Linked DNA regions of Gossypium arboreum: region 1 is linked to region 2. Evidence: chromatin contacts called from public Hi-C data. All regions are on one chromosome and are shown on one strand. Each heading gives the region's core, a stretch centred on a gene start, on an enhancer-like site or on the middle of the called end of the contact. The rest is flanking DNA. Distances are from core to core; before and after follow the strand shown. Region 1 holds the start of LOC108480090 (protein KTI12 homolog). Region 2 holds the start of LOC108482942 (pentatricopeptide repeat-containing protein At1g26460, mitochondrial).

Region 1 (2,700 bases), core at 140-2,639, 230 kb after region 2:
AATCGGAAGGGGGAGGTCGTCCACTCAAACTTGTTTGTCCTGTTAACTTGATGAATGTTCTCCGCAATCTCCGTAGCTCCGGCAACCCAACCGATCTAGAAATATCGATATTCGGTAAACCTTGACCAATGGAGATACTGGCAAGAGGTCCTCCAATTGACTGGGATTGTGCTTCCACAATAGCATTAATCACCTCCTGCGTGGCTCTGTCCATCTCATACAGTGAATTTGCCTCTGAAAACCGGGTATTTTGTGTGGCAATGGTTGGCTGCAAAATCTTAACATCCCGAGATTTCGAGTCTGCTTTTTTTGTCAAATACGAAACCACATCTACAATGGCAATAGAAGATCTCTCCACTCCATCATTATGAGCCCATAGCTCGAACAAAGGTGAATCCCAACGATTTCTTCTATCCGGTTTCTCAAATCTTCTAACTAAATCCTCAAATATCACATCATTATATGCAGCCTCTCCCTTCTCCCGACGCTCTTCATTCCATTTCCTACATTGCGATTCTCTAACATCACAGTACAACACACAGTACCTTATCCCAGCAGCACGAGCCAAACACCACAACTCGTATCGATAACCCTTGATACTGTTCAAAGAATCAACTATAATGATATTATCTCTGGAGACAGACCTATCAACTTCGGACCTAAGCACTCCCCGTAAATTCTTCTCTGATGGCATATTAGCATAGCTCTGATTACGATCAAGATGAAATGAAGTCTCATCGATGATCCTTACAGTCTGTTTACACTCTGATTCATTCAGAGCTTCAGCTAGACATTTCGCAGCTGTCGACTTCCCACTGCACGGCTGCCCACAAATTACCACCAATGCCATCTTTTTTTTTAAAGTCTTTTTCTTACAAAATTGGGTTTAGACCGCAGCTCGCTAAGCTGCAGTTCCTTGAAATCTCACTGTTCATAAATTAAAAAAGTAATTCAAATCAAGATTTTCCTTTGCCTCAAATTTTTACATATACTTGCTAATACTGTAACATTCTTCAAAGTTTTCAGATTACATAAGACATGTATAGTTTTATAGGAAACTATATGGAAGATATAACTGAAACCCAGATCGTATTTCAGCAAGATGCAGAAATAAAATAAATAATCTAGAAAAATTGCAAAAGAATTAAATTAGGGATCAGAAGAATCCTGCAAAAAGCAGTAAGAAAAAGGACCAAAGATTAAACCGCCAAAAAGTTCTAAAAACTTGAAAACCGTAGTTAAGTAAATTACCTTGGTCGGAGATTTGAATAACAGACAGGCAGAGAGGGAGGTCGCGTTAGGAGGAATCCGCCGACCTGAATGGAAAGGCATGTAATGGAACACTAAGCTTCCATCATATTTTTGCACTTTATGGATTTTCTTATATTTGGGCCCTTTGATTTGGTCAAGATTGGGCCTTCAGTCCCAACTTACCAATAGTTCATTTTAATGAATATATGTTAAATTTTGTTATTAGTCCCTGTATTATGTGTTAGTTGTGGAATTAGTTCAGCTACTTTAATTGGCCAATTTTTATTGTTGTACTTTTTAAATTTTAAACTTCTAGTTGACCCGAATGATATAAATTGAGTCCCTTAAGTCAAATTAAGCTATTATTCCTATATTATGCGTATTCTTCAATTTAATTTTCTTTAGTATCTATACTTTTCGTATTTTTAAAATGGGATAATGGCAAGAAAGGCCCTTGTACTTTAGGTTTGTTCTAATGTGACACATGTATTTTCAAAATGTCCAATTTCATACATGTACTTTTGTTTTCGTTAAATATTTCGGTACCTAACCTTGATTACGTCATATTTTATGTTGATGTGGCATGTTGCCCAACCAAGGGCTGCCATGTGATTGTTTGTTGACATTTGACTTGCTAGGTGAGGTCCTTACGAGCAATTCTTCTTTTTCTCGTGGAAAATTTGGAGAAATATAACATTTTTATTGAAAATTATAGTCCTTTCAAAAATATAATTTTTTTTATAAATTCATTTTAAAAATATATAAAAATTATATTCTTTTAAAAATAATTTTTTAAATATAAATTGTTTAAATATATTATTTTTATTATAAATATTTTATTATTAGATAGATGTTCATCAAAATCAAGATAAGTTTGATATATATTATGACTCTCATGTTTATTAAAAGTAGATTTGTTCATGTGCCATGCCACCTGAGCTGACAAAAAGGTATGCTCAAAAAGTGAGAGAATTTGGGCAAAAATATAAGTCCGAAAAATGGACTTAGACAAAAAAAATGAGGCCCATTTAAAAAACAAGTTGGGCCTCAAGTAAGGCTCTTTTGGCTTGAGCTTGGCCCGAATTAGCAAAAAGACAAAAAAAATGTTATTTTATTGTTGTTTTCTTGTTGTTTTTCACTATTTTGCTATCATTTCACTATAATATTACTATTATTTTGTTATTATTGTCTGCGTATTGTATAACTCTTATTTTATTGTTAATTTTGTTATTGTTTTAGAGACATTTGCTTGTTAAATTACACCTATCTTCTTGTTATTTAAGTATAAATATTTTTAATTTATTTTCAAATTGTTAGGAAACATTTATTTGAATGTTTTAGTATTTTGATGTATTATATTTTAAATTTTTCATATAATAAATAATATAAAAATTAATTCATTGGGCCAAACCCATGATTTAGCATTTTATTCAAGCCCATTTTTAGGTT
Region 2 (2,700 bases), core at 128-2,627:
AGATTGAAGGTGAATATCACCAATATTTTAGAAAACAATTCCAAAGATAAACATGCTAAAGCAGCGTATTACTGATGCTATTGAATTCCTAGAAAAATGAATGCACATCCTTATTGAAAGCAAATTGATGAAAAAAAGGTCTTTAAAGTTTTAAAAGGAAATATATATATTCATCCACGACCACACAACCCCAAGTCCGATAGTATGGCAGAAGTGATTGTAACAAAAAATATATTATATATATCATTTTAAATAAAAAAAATCCAAACTCTCAATATAATTACAAAAAAAGAAACAAAATTAACTTAAAAGATTAATCCAAGCTCACTGCTACGAAATGCAAATAAACAAACTTTAGCAGCAAATTAGAAACAATTTTAGTTATATCCCTTCTCATTTATTAACTCAAATATTTATGGAACTTTCAAGCAAAAGGCAACCTACAATTATCCAAAACACCCCAAAAAAAAACATAGGGCTTTAAAAGAGAGAAATTGGGGGGAGCATAGTGCTACTATAACTAACCGTTCAAGCAGCTTCTCAGCAGCTTCAGTTTCCTTAGCTTGCTTCATAGCCTTTAAAACGAAATTAAAGGTCGCTGTATTGGGAACAATGGCAAACTCGTCCATTTGCGCCACCAAATCAAGCAAATCACCTGCCGATGCTCCGATCATAAAACTAGCCCTCAAATACTGATTATAAAGATTCACATCGGGCTTATTGGGCTTCCCATTCTTATCCAGCGATCGAACCCAGAACTCAAATAGCTCTTTCACGTCGGTCCATCGTTGCTGAGTCATCAAATCAGCAAAATGGTTCATTAAAGCAGGGGCATCAAGGATTTGGGAGAGGTATTGAATCCGTTGGCCAGGAGTTTGGCTGAGGAAGCCGAGGGGAATAAGGGATTGCGCTAGGGAGGTTGTTTTTCTGGCTGCGTTTGGGTCTCGCCAGTTCTCGTGGTAAAGGGGGCTGCCGGAGGCTGGGTTGGGAGGGAGAGGGGTGGTTTGAGTTTCAGCCGTGTGGGCTGACTCGGCAAGTTGGGGTTCTTGAGAGAGGAAAGGGAAGCTGGAAATGGATTTGGCTTGGCTTACTCGGAGTAGGATTCGTGTTCTGGTCAAGATCGCCATTTGTGAAGCCATTTTTTGTTCACTGTCAATAGTGAAGCAAAAGAGCTAACTTCTCAGGTTAGGGTTTTTGAGACGACGAAAAGGGGTTATCGCCTTTGAAGGAGACAATAGTAAATTCAATATTGGGTTAATTTCATTATACATACACAAAGTATTTCCGATTCTAAATTCATCCCTAAATTAAAAAATGTTCGCAAAGAATCAAATTTTTATTGAGGGGTGAGATCGGTTTATAAGAAATCGGGGTATTTGGTTTTTTTATTTTTCGAATCGGTGGTCGGTACGGATTTGGGTTTCATATGGGCTTTGAGCTTTTGAATTTTATTAATAATTAGATTAAATTATTTTTGTTTTATGTTTTTAAGACATTATTTGGCAATTTTATTTTTTTAATGATACATAAAATCTCAATTAATATATTTATTTAAAAATAATTTATAAAATTTATAATTAAAAATTCAATTAAACTTTGATTTAATCACACTCAACCTTCATTGAACATGGTTAAATATTAAATTATTTGTATTTTATAACTCTTAATGTGTAATGATAGTAAAAAACACCCAACTTGAAAATGTTAATAATGGTAATCCAAATTTTAAAAGTTTTAACAACAATAATAAATAAACAATGCATTCGTAAGAGGATGAATTTGAAATTAGATTTAGGGTTTATTTTTTATTTTTATTCAATTATAGAATATGTAAAAGCATAATAAAACTGTATTTAGCTTTTAGAAGCAATGAGTTTTGTTTTGGATTTTAAATATATTTAAATTTGGGTTTCTTTTTAAAAATTTTAAACTTTTTTTTTTTAACTTTTCGATATCTAATGAAATAAACTGAAATCTAACTGAATTGATGTGGTTCAACGAAATCATCTAATTAGAACTGAACTAAACTATAAAAAAACACGAACAGAATTGTCTATTCGACTCAGTTTCTTGGTTTGATAGGTTTTTTTTAACCCTAATTGTATTAATTAGATTACTCCCTCAGCTTAAATTGTTAACACGATAGTGTATGTTGTATTAACAAGTTGAGTATGACATATTAAAAAATAATGTAATAAAATTTAAGATTTTCTTTTAACAGGTCCATTTACCATTCAAAACAGTGGCAGGGCAATTAGCGAGTAGATTAAAAAAGTGACTTACTTAAACTACTTTCTCTTTTTGGGTGGTGATCGAGTTTGAGAAGAAGAAATAAGAATGGATAATTGATTCCTACTCTCCGGATGTGCTTCATTTTTTGTTATTGTTTACAGCTTATGTCTTATTCATGTTAGCTCACAGTATTATATGGTTTTGGCTTGATGCCAGCAAAGCATCTGCAGGTGTTTTACAAATACAACATTCATCATTTCATACTACATAGCACTAAAAAATGATTCTATTCTAATATCAAGAGGCTCAAATATTGATTGCATTCCCACAGTTCAGTAATAAATTAATTTACTACACCAATGTGTGATTGGCTCATACAAATATGATCCCATTCTCCTTAATGGTGTCAAGAACTATGCCTAGCTTACCTTCAATCCTCTCACCCTTTCTAGGCTCGTAAGACATTGC

The links. Hi-C and Micro-C count contacts between places; a contact is called where the count stands out from the background.
Region 1: a Hi-C map of leaf shows a contact between it and region 2, with 6 times the contacts expected there. The contact joins the promoter of LOC108480090 here to the promoter of LOC108482942 in region 2. A contact is called at or near these places in 5 of 5 Hi-C or Micro-C datasets (all in leaf).

What each region holds. Positions count from the first base shown.
Region 1 is chr3:45,117,558-45,120,257 of ASM2569848v2, forward strand. It overlaps LOC108480090 (protein KTI12 homolog), which reads right to left and starts at 1,390. Exons shown (of 4, transcript XR_001870545.2): 1 at 1,252-1,390; 2 at 1-927.
Region 2 is chr3:44,883,834-44,886,533 of ASM2569848v2, forward strand. LOC108482942 (pentatricopeptide repeat-containing protein At1g26460, mitochondrial) reads right to left here and starts at 1,378. Exons shown (of 7, transcript XM_053025694.1): 1 at 526-1,378. The coding sequence starts at 1,139. LOC108480867 reads right to left here. Exons shown (of 2, transcript XM_017783993.2): 2 at 2,517-2,700. The coding sequence ends at 2,605.